Linked DNA regions of Gasterosteus aculeatus: region 1 is linked to region 2. A link is a contact called in public Hi-C data. All regions are on one chromosome and are shown on one strand. The core of a region is the stretch at or near the end of the contact, and the rest is flanking DNA. Distances in the headings are between cores, read along the strand shown.

Region 1 (5,647 bases), core at 1,733-4,232, 81 kb after region 2:
AACGCATTGCCAATACCTGTGATTTCCGTATATCAGCCACTGCATGGTTGCCCTGGGAAATCCACGAAGAGTCCTCAGCCACTTTAAAACCTGTTCCCGAGAGGTTGATCCTGAACCGCCCCTGAAAGAAGAGGCAGAGAGAAAGATCAAATGTAGTTCTGCCACAACAAAGAACTGAGCTATCGATTATGTTGTTGGTAACACCACCTAGTAAGACAAAGCCTACAGTCTGCAGCGGCGATGGTTTGATTAATTTCCACCCCGGTCATTTAATTAACAGCTGCTGTTGCTCTCACCTGTGGACAAGGCGCGGCGCTGTAGCAGTCTCCGGCAGTAGCAAATGGAACACTCTTCCCCTCCACGGTGACGGCGAACCGCCAATCTGTAGCTAAGTAACAAGATGAACCAATCAAGCACCATGTGACAAATATCGCGCTCGGACCTGAACTTTTATAACTAGAAACAAACATCAGTCATCTTAACTTGTGTTCTTTAACTGGTGTAAATCAGGCCTTAGTTTTGGGGTCAGCCTAATGGCAATATCAGTATAATTTCATCCACTTACAGCAGTCCCGTTTAATTCCCTCAAGCCTTGTAATCTTGACATCTTGAGCCCATTTAACCCCTGTCCGCATGGACATAATTAAACAGTAAAGGAAGTTCTTATTTGAGAGTAATGTAGAGTTACCGCTGGCACAGGATGCTGCTGTATCCTTTGTTTATGTGTGTGTGTGTGTGTGTGTGTGTGTGCGTGCGTGTGTGAGAAAGCCACTCACTAATGATGTTCATCTTGCTGAGGTCCAGGCGGACTTTGGAGAAGGTGGAGAAGCCGGCGGCGGTGTAGTCTCGCCGACAGTCACAGTCCTCTCTTCTGGAGTCGTTGGCTGGACACTGGGTGGGGTCATTGAGTCTAGGAAACACACACAAACACACACAAAAATACCTTCGCTCAACAACGACGCTACTGAGGAATTTCTTCATTTACAGACCAAAAGAAACACTGCCAGAAGTCAGCTGGATGTTTATAATGAAAGAGACTATTCCCGTTGTTATCCTGGGGGCTGTTTACCTGAAGCCAAAGATCTCTGAAAAGTTCTCCCCGTCTCCCGTTGTCAAGGTGATGTACTCCTGTGGAGTCTCTGTCTGCATTCCTGCACAGTAGACCTGAGGTGAAAGAGTGCGGAGAAGGTGGAGGACAGGGAGAGGTTGTGTCCAGAGAGAGGATAAGTAAATGGTAAATGGCCTGTACTTGTATAGCGCTTTTCTAGTCTTCTGACCACTCAAAGCACTTTTAACACTACACGACATCATTCACCCATTCACACCCATTCATACACTGATGACAGGAGAACCATACACAGTGACACCTGCCATCAGTAACTACCATTCACACACTGTAGTCGCAGCTACAGGTGCAATGTTGGGTTAAGTGTCTTGCCCAAGGACACAACGACATGCGGGTTAGCCGGGCCTGGGATCAAACCCACAACCCTCTGATTGGAGGATGACCGTGCTCCCCACTCACCCACAGTCGCCCTTGATAAGTAAGAAACCAATGGGGTGGAGGCGGTGGGATGTTAAATAAACAACAGAAATGAAGATTAGAAATGCAGATTAGAAACGGGAAGAAAAATGTCAGTGAGGAGCGGAGGAAACGGAATAGAATAGAAGACATAAAACCGGATGTCTTCTTTGTGCCCTAATGAGGTCAATTTAATCTTACCTTGAGTGCCTTTCCTTGAATATTGACAAAGTGTTCGTTGTCTGGGAGCGGGCCATTCATCCTCTGGACTTCTTGACAGCTAGAAGGAAAATGGCCTTGGAGACACAAAAGAGGTAGAAAAGAAACAGGTTCATTATGCCAGCAATTCAATTAGAACAGCAAGTTGGGGTTTATGCACACGTGTGCAGTGTACAAACACACATTTACTCACTCAGTGATCTCAACCAAAGTGCAGTAAAGACAGTGAATCTTAACTGATCGCCTCGCAAAATGAATTTTTCACTACAGGCCGAGATGATGAAGACGAGCCATGCTGAATAATGGGTACATTCAGGGAGCCCGTTAGCCTCGCAGTACTCACAGTTTGGGTTTCTGCAGACTTCTCTGGTCTCTGGCATTGTGTCTCGAGAACACCTGTTTCTTGGCCGACCATCTGCTGGCCAACACTGCACCGTCCTCTCCATCACTCCGTCCCCACAGCTCACCGAACACTGAAGGGCAGGAGGAGAACCACATCACACTTGTGGAGGACAGTCGTTCAATCCCAGCCAACTTTGGGTGAGAGGCCGAGGTAAACTCTGGATTGGTCGCCAGCCAAACGCAGGGAGATGGTCTCTTCATTTCATTTTGATAAATATTATAATATATAACTACATGCACTATGTAACTGCCAATACAATTAGTTAGAATTAGTCACAATTACACTAAGAAGTGTTTGTCTGACTTCCGTTTATTATAGTGGCATCCGACCACACACGTGCATGCTCGGCCTGGACGTCACACTGATGTCCATGACTGGACAACATTAAGAATATGGACTCGCTCACCGGTCCCCAGATTCCAACCTTCCACTCCTGTGGCGCCGGGCACGGGTCCAGATTACAAGGCATGTAGATCTCGGGGGGGGTCCCTTGGCAGTTAGACAAGGACTGATGGCCATACTCATAGTTGTCATTCTCCACAGGCACCTCGCTGCAGGAGATCGGACGCTGGCGGTAGCCCTGTCCACAGCTGGCTGAGCACTGGAGGAGAGGAGAAATCACCGGCAGGAAATAACAACTGTACTTCACGCAGGAAACGCGGGAGATTTCACGTGTACAATCTTTTTCAAAGAGTAACGCGTTTACTGTGCATAGGAAACAATTGAGATCTCAATGGTCTGTGGTGGGAATACGTCACTGCTTCTCTGGTTCTCACCTCCGTCCATTCCCCAGTGATCCAGGTCGATTCACAGGAGTGGGTGTTACAGCTCTCCAGGTCTGGAGGTCTGATCTGGTTCACGCAGTACATCTCATGGACCTGCTGCTGGTTGTGGTCCACACACTGCAAGGCCCGTCGCCGGTGACCCGCTCCACACGACTTGCTGCACTGTAACGGACACAAGAAAACGGCAAATGGAAAATCTTGCTGAATGGTGTTAGACAAAACATTACGACATAATAGAATGGACCCAACTACTGTATTCACTTCTATCCAGCAGCAAACAGGGGGAAGGGACGCTGAGGTTTGAGATCTGTGTCTTTGTGTGAAGCAGTGCATTCGCCCCGTAGCACTACAGTGTAAAGATGTCAAAACAGGTTTGTCCCATTTAAAGTAAAATATAAGATAAAGCCGTTTTCGACTTACAAGTTTACGCTCTTTTACAGTGAGATTTAATTTCAGTTGTTCTTATTTCCACGTCGTCGTCCACCCTTCTGCTTGCAACAACCAAAAAATGCTTAACTCGAGGCTCCAAAGATCTGCAGTCCACAAACCAACAGGTGACATCACTGTAAACTGTAAACGTTTCTTATAAACAATCTAAGGATTGACTCCACAGTGAGAAGAGCGTATCCAACATTAGAGGCATGTCACGTCGTGCACGTGAGCTGTTGTAATCACTGCCAGCTGCTAATTGGAACACCCAGGCAGAGAGCTCCAAACACCTCCCCAGATGAATCAGACTCTGCTTCTCGAGGACACTATTCATGCAGCTCAGTGACCCGGATCCCTTGAACACAAGGAAAACGTCCTGCTGCAGCTGCATGTACTAATATTCCCAACTCTCAACAAGGATCTACTATTGGAAATAGCTCAACGTTGGTCAGCAGGTATTTGTCCATCATAATTAAAACTGCAAGACTCTTTACCTTTGAGTGGGGTGCAGATAATAGATAGATTACAATACTATACACATTTTCAAAATCAATTAGGTATTAAGAAAATTTAAATGAAACAAAAGTCCTACACGGCTGTACTCTGTTTCACTGGACCACTTCACACAAGTCGGATGGTTTTATAATGCAGTTATTTCTTGTGAGAGATTGATCTCTCTTGCAAAGTTGGCAGAAAGCAGTGTGTGTTCATGTGTTTGACAGGTCGAAGGTCAGTAGATGTTTAGATTACAGTGGTGCGTTTGTTTACTCTTAGCCTACTTACATTCACTTTTTAGATGTTTAAACTATCTCTAAAAACGAAGAAGAAGCTAACTTGCCAATTGGCGTTTTGTCAGGAATGAACCCTTTCACACAGGAGCCTCGGGCTGCCTGAAAGAATCGTCTGATTTAGGGGCCATGTAGCAGCAGCTCCTCTCCTCCCCTCCTCTCCTCCGCTCCTCTCCTCTCCTCCCCTCCTCCCTTGTGGCCTCCTGACTCATTAGACATGACTGAGCAGATTCATCCCCGCCCGGCGGAGACGGAGGACCCGGGTTTTTTTCTCTCCGTAGCACGCGGGTCGCCGCAGCTTACCGTCCGCCAGTCTCCTTCTCTCCATTGGGACCGACGAGAGGGGCATTCGGCCACCCGGCAGCTGCGGCTGGACGCCGGCCGGGAGCGCTGGGGACAGCCGGCCTCCGGCGGGATCCGGCGGCCTCCGGCCGGGCAGAGCACCTCGCGGCGCTGCAGGCCGTCGCCGCACGACGCCGAACACTGCACGCAGGTCAGATGAGTACTAATATAACAATATATAAAGTACTAACCGGCTCAGTGAGAGTTTATTGTTTCACTGCATATCAGATGATCGACTTATACTCATGTTTATCGAGATATATCCTCGTGAGCTCCACTAGTGAAAGTTATTTCTCATTTGTTGGATAGCAATAGGATATTATGTGTAAGGAAATTGACAATAGTATCTGTAAGGAAATAAATTGGAAAGTATTGTGGCTATTGATATAAGTTCCTTAATCGTTGTTTCGGTCTAGGTGTGGCTAATATGGAAATGGATGTTTTAATGTTTTAATTTTCTAAGAATTAGACATTGGTATTCTAACTCATATTGAAGTGACATAATTCATTACACAGGATTATCAGGGAAATAATGTTACGACTAAATAGCTGCAGCAACACCCGCATGTTCCTATTTAAGGTGTTTGTAACTGATGTTTCTCTTTTTTTATTTTACAGAAATGGGAAGTATTCAAGAGCAAACCTGAGAAGTGGATGGTTTTGTGTTTTCATACATTTCCGCAGAAAAACACAAAGAATGATAATCTGCTTGGTTTTTCTATTCCATTGACCAAATGACCAGGAACAAAGTCACGTTTTATAAGCAATGACGTCCTCTCATTTCTCATCTCATCTTCAACCGCATGTCTTGTCGCAGGGATATTTCAACATTTTCCTTTTGCTGCTTAATACTTTGTTTTCATGAATTTGGAGGCAACATTTAACTGTAACTGTTTTGTGTCTCCTTTCAAGGGATGATCCTGAGCAACCTAGTTGTTTTCGTGGGGCTAATGCATGGCATGCTATGTACTGATGTCAACTGATACCTTGTTTTAGGAGGGTCCTTTTGCGGGTGGAATCACAATCTTTGAGTTTCTGGTTATTTGTACATGACTGAGAACAGCATCAAATGTGGTCATATGTTTTGCAGGTTATGGGAGCAACAAGTGATGAACATATGATCAAAGATTGAGCTGAGGTTCCTGAGTTTATACAATTA
Region 2 (5,872 bases), core at 461-2,960:
AACAATAAAACAGCAATTGATTTCCATGGAATAACCGAAGACTACTTGTACTTTGCCACTGAAATGTCACTGAAATCACGTGCTTGACAAATGAACTGTGGCCGAACAACCTCAGCTGCTCATTTGGATTTTAATAAATGAAAGACTTCATTACATGGCAGTTTTGAAAGATCTTTGAAACAAGCTGCTGAAGACCATCACAGATGTTTTTTCTTCTTTCCTGACTCGTACTTCTCCAATGAGTCATTGAGGGAATGTAAAGTCATCATACATTTGAGTACGGATGAAAAATCCAATTGCTGAGTTCAAGCAAATTATGCTCAATCTTGATGTTTTATTTAAACTTGCAAAATGAGAGCAAACCAGCTTCATACTAGTGAAACTGCTGTTATTTGGGCTACCCACATCCGATAAAACGTCACCTGCAGCGGCAAAGTGTTTGTCACTAAGAGGTCAGAAGTTTCCTTCCCCCTGGTCTCCAGCAATAAATCACTCCCTGTTCCCTTTAGACTTTTTTCTTCTGCTTTTCTGTTCTCGGACCATAGCAGGGAATTAAATCAATGGAAAATGACTTGCAGAGTGTTTCATTTATTTTCATCCTTCTCAGTGCAATCTGAGCTCAAAGTGGAGGTTGTATTCCAGAGGCTTTGTGTCGGTGACCTTGGTGTTATCCCTTTCATGCTCACACTGAGGTTTAACTGGTTTATTTTACTTTTGTACCTTATTCTCAAAAGTGAGAACTGTGACCAAGTGACAGTAATGGGAGAGTGCTAAACTACTGCTGCTATTTAGCATTGAGATAAAACGCCAGTAACACAAGTGGAGAACGTTGTCAATATATTCACTACTTCTTAACTGTTGGAGAAACGAATATGACTCAGTAGTATTTTTAATGTTGTGCTCATGTACAGCATCATGCCAGCATTGCATCCTGGACAGTTTTCCTTCTTCGGGCCATTCTCCTCCAACATCAGCCTTTGTTATATGAGTCCTTGAAGGTCTTTCCTTGCTTGTGGTATAAACATCTGGACGACTAACTTGAGAAACAACGTGAGCGGTTTACTCTTGCAGACTTAGGTTGTCCCTGTATCCATTTTGCATTTTTTTTGGTGGCAAGATTCACAGATGAGGAACAAACCAAATATGAATGGATTTTCTTTGATTTCGAAGAATGCCCAAGACACATATATCTATAATCCAGAATCTTGAGAAACACCAACCTCAGTTAAATGTAGCGCTAAATTAAATAGTTGACTCTCGGTCTCAGTGGAACTATTTTACAGCTGTGATGTCTCCGTTACACCAGCAGGCAGAGATGTTGAACCACTGCAGGAATTAAGGCGACGTCCATGAAGCTGATGGAAAGTGGAAAGTTGCATTTACTGGTAGAACCTTTAACATTTGGCACATTTTAAACTAACTTTTTAGCCTAAGTTGTAAATAGTTACGGAAAACTATTATTATATTTCTATAACATGTGATCAGGTTCATTGTAGATGCTTTTTCTCTCTTTATTAAAACCATTTATCTGTTATTGTCTTTATGCCATTTGAAATGATGCATGCAAGGGATGAATAAAAAATAGACCATTGACGCTCTGTCAATGCTCCCTGTTGGTATTTCTCAGGGTTTTTCCATCTTTCACAGAGACTCCAAAAGAAAGTTATGTCCTCCTCCAGTGGTGAACCCGTGCATAGCAAAGAAAAGTTTAAAAAAACAATGAGGGGCATTAAAATTCAGTTTTTTTCCCTGGCAACACTGAGCTCATTGGCAGCACTGCAAATAAGAGAGGAGCGACTAGAGTCGGGTTTATTACAGATTGAATGAGTCATCGTCTCTTAAGCCTCGAGTTTGTTTGTTTATTCTTGGGTCTAATTGCATGATTTCTGGATATGCAAAAAATGGTGCTATTCTCCAGGAAATAGGCTTACACATGCTGCTCTATGTACGCCATGTGAATATGATTATTGAATGAAACTATTAGTGCAAAGGTTGCACAAAAATCCACCTGATTAAATCGTCCATTGTCTCTGACGATTATCTACTTTGCCTAAGTGGAAGAGGATGAGTAGCAGATGTCGAAGGAATTAGTTGGTCACAGTGATGCCATTCTGTTGCTTCAGCGAAAGACAACTTACCTTTTAAATCTCTGTGAATGAAAACTTTCCTAAAGCAATATATATTTGTTGATTTGGTAGAAGTAGAATTATAGCAAATTTGCGTTGGGATCCTAAGGATTACTTAATAACAATACCCATAGTTTCCCAATGTGAAAAAAAGCGAAACCTTGTATCCGAGGAAGCTAATTAAAAATACTTAAGATTCCAGTGTTACTATATAATATAGATATAGTATAGTACAAATATCTTAGAAAATTGGAGCTGAAAAAGCACCAGGTTTAACATAATAAAGGTCATACCTGTAAATGAAGGTAAATATAGGAAAGAATAATCCTGAAATATTAAAACCTAAACCGTCTGAAATAAAAATGTCATCCATAACACAACTTCCCAAAAAACCCCACCAAAGGTTACAAAAGATGGCAGTTCTCCATCATTTGAATCATTTGAACAGCTGTAAAGTTGACTTCACAGAACTTCTCTGCCTCATTTACAGCTGGCTGGCAGATTGGTCCATCCATCATTCTGTAAAACAGTGAGATACACACAGAGAGAGGTGAGGGAAGAGGAAGATAAGGAAGAAAAGACAGCAATCAAGGGAATAGATATTTAATTGATATTATTGAAGAAAACTTAGGAACAAATGGGAATGGTGTCCTGCATTAAATGTTGTAATCGGTGATGATTTTGTACAGGTGGCACACAGATGGGATCCCTCCTGGATCCTGAGCTTGTTAATGAGTCACAGAGAGGAGGGGTGAAGCCGGCTGATATCATGAACCAGACAGAGCCTTTTGGCAACGCAGCATTGAGATACCCAGCATGCCATTCTCCACTTATGGCGAGGTGCCCCTCGGGCCATTGGCGCCGGGGATTAACACAAACCTGGCAGCATTTCGCCGCGCAATGTGTCAGATGAGGCTGAACCAACACTGGAAATGAATTGTTACTATTTCTCTCAGTGTGAATGGAAGACATCAATCAGGCCTAATGAGGGCCCCAATGAGACGTATTGTAACCTCTGATTAATGGTGCACAGTGTGTTTTCTAATTCTTATGTACAGTATAAATTGCCTTTCGAAAAAGTCATGTCTATTGAAACACGATTAGTCTAAAGGGTGAAGCCGAGTGGCGTACGAAGTGTTGACCGGTCACAGTTGAGGCCAGTGGGAGGGCAAAGGTCACACTTAAGCGTGTGAGAATTTATTGCCAGATTAGCAGGTTTAGTCAAGGTCTACTAGTCTAACACTGCTTGACTGCTTAACTAACATTTCTTTTTTCAGACAGTTAGGAGCTGCTTGAATGTAAATAAACCTGAAAACTGGTTGGCGATAACTATGCTTTGTGTCTGCTGTGCAGGTCGGCAAAAAATATAGGTTGGGCAGTCTTAACTTAAAAAATAAGTTAAGACTGCCCGAATGGCTATTCAGTTATAGCGTCAGAACATGGGGATGTCACACCAAAGGGAAGAGAAAAAGGCTCCCTAATAATTATAATGAATTCTAAAAAAAGATTTAATTAGTAGTACACTGTAATATCTTTATTTTGGGATGAACTGACAATGTTCTGGAGTATTCTTGCCACAGTAATTGAACACACATGATGAGGCAGAAGGAGGGAAGACTGCTGCTAAGGCCTCAGTCAGTCCTGTCACGCGTCTCCTATTCACCAGCCCATTGTGTGTGTGTGTGTGTGTGTGTGCGTTAACACCCCATTGGCATTCTTCATTTGTAAATAATTGAATCAGACTATTTTAGTTTGCTCAGAGCGCAGCTGTAATTTGCAGCCGATCTGCTCTTAAGGACCTGTAATGATGGCTTTTAGAGTCTCCTAAAACAACTCAAACGGCTTTAACTCATGACGGATGTGCATGTGGGCCGTAACACACGCAGACATACACAGAGACACACAGGCACCTAACATGTGTGGCTGTTAATTAAACTGCTAAACGTTCTAACTGAATTGGATTTTGATGTACAGGCAGAGCTAATATAGTCTATAGATAAAAACTTGTTTCTATATTTTGTAGCTTGTTTTTTAATTAGGATTTCTGAAACTATGGTACCGTAATACATAGTGACTGTGATGTAGGGCACACAAGTGGACAAAATAGTAAATATGTGATTCTTTTTCCATGGCTAACTCATCTTCTTCTTCCATCTTCTTCCTCGACCTCACAAAATCTAGGGGGATAAAGAAGGTAGCTGGGTGAGAAGATATACAGGTAGATTGTTATGCAAGCAGCCATTTTAGCACCAGTGAACAAGGTTTGCCTGAACCGTAAAGAGGAGCTCTGTCCATTTCCACTGCCTCACCTGATTTGCTCATTGTTTATCCACATACCTCGGGGTTAATGAAAGGATGTCTGTCTGTTCTGCAGACACTGCATACTCTGTCCGGCCTTAATGAACCGCAGTGCTGTCAATGTGATTCAACGGACGATGAACATTGGCAGGAAAAAAATGAACAAAAGTGTATTAGAAAAAAATGGATATAAAAATGTATTATATTAAAATGTTAAAAGAAAAAGCAGTAAAAAGGCTGATTTGAACTTTTTAAAATGAGTCGTCCTGGGCCTTGTACACTAGAGCAGTGTCTCATCCTGAACATTGTACTTGATGATAAATATAAAACTGTCTCTAGCTTGGGCAATGTTGATAAAGGACTCCAAATATCAGCACTGTGTCACTCGTTCATCGAATAAGTACTAGGTGGTATAAGTACTTATACATAAGTTACTGTATATCGACTGGAGAGAACCATGTCTCTTGGGAGGAAAAACAGCTTTTTATCATTGATAAAACCTCCTCCTCCTGACATTTTGAGAATTTCCCCTCACTCTCAACTCTTTGTGAATTGAGAATTGGACCTTCAGAGCTCATGGATCTAATTTACTGTCCACAGCTTGGCTGACAGTACACGTGTCACAACTGGAAGCATCTCAAGGATTATCTTGCCACCATCCGCTACCTTGAATATGACACGGCGCGGGAAGCATATGGCTGCAATCTGTGGGACCCCTTACGGTTGGGCCTTCATTTGCTTTTAATTAAACACATGGAAGCACCACATGCTTGGGTAAAGACCTGGAAAGCGACCAATGGGGAAACCATAGTATGGGCTAAGTTAATGATGTGAGGAAAGCTCAAGGACAATAATATCCACATTAATGAAGTCCAAACTTGTGTTTTATGGCATGTCTGGAGAAAGTGATTGCAGTGATACTTGGTAGCTCATGTGAGTAACAGTCTGCAGCTGTAGTTTGAAAACTTGCTAAACGCAAAGTCCACATTCATGGAACGGGGGCCATCGGCTGTCTGATATAATGCATCTCACATGTCAGTGCAGCTGGTTGTCGTATCAAGGCTGACTAAATGAGGACTCTTTTGCTCCCCGTCTGGGAGTTATCCGAGAGTAAACATGAAAACTGGGTCAAACGCCTTGAAAGTTGAGGTTAGGTGAAGTAAACAGACTAATGTGCCAATCATGTCAACAGAATTAGTGCTTCAACCCCTTTAATCAAGCGGCTGGCACTCACACAGATTGTTCCAAACATGTGTGTGTGTTTGTTTGGATTATAGGGGCAACAGCGGCAGTAATCCTCGGACAAGATGGACAACATGGCAATCCTATTTACAGCATGACAATGCTTAACGCTTACCGACTCCACCTGTTAGAAATGTATTTGCCAATAGTTCAACGGGAGAGGTTGACTTCTCCAGGATTACTCTTATTTGTTACCAGTTTACAGC

The links. A called contact is a pair of places that touch in the nucleus more often than the background predicts.
Region 1: a contact with region 2 is called in a Hi-C map of skeletal muscle, with 13 times the contacts expected there. The contact joins two enhancer-like sites. A contact is called at or near these places in 3 of 6 Hi-C or Micro-C datasets (skeletal muscle, tail fin and whole body).

What each region holds. Positions count from the first base shown.
Region 1 is chr17:15,852,534-15,858,180 of fGasAcu3.hap1.1, forward strand. It overlaps adamts9 (ADAM metallopeptidase with thrombospondin type 1 motif, 9), which reads right to left. Exons shown (of 40, transcript XM_040202908.2): 30 at 4,450-4,629; 31 at 2,921-3,091; 32 at 2,551-2,745; 33 at 2,085-2,214; 34 at 1,724-1,818; 35 at 1,070-1,164; 36 at 777-910; 37 at 297-388; 38 at 17-121. Among protein-coding and RNA genes, the nearest start is that of prickle2b, 9.7 kb to the left of the region's middle. Within about 2 kb of position 2,983, at least 1 of the 9 cell types and tissues checked has open chromatin away from gene starts, as enhancers often do.
Region 2 is chr17:15,772,936-15,778,807 of fGasAcu3.hap1.1, forward strand. It overlaps LOC120834723 (solute carrier family 2, facilitated glucose transporter member 9), which reads left to right. Exons shown (of 12, transcript XM_040202944.2): 12 at 1-183. Among protein-coding and RNA genes, the nearest start is that of LOC120834723, 9.6 kb to the left of the region's middle. Within about 2 kb of position 1,711, at least 2 of the 9 cell types and tissues checked have open chromatin away from gene starts, as enhancers often do.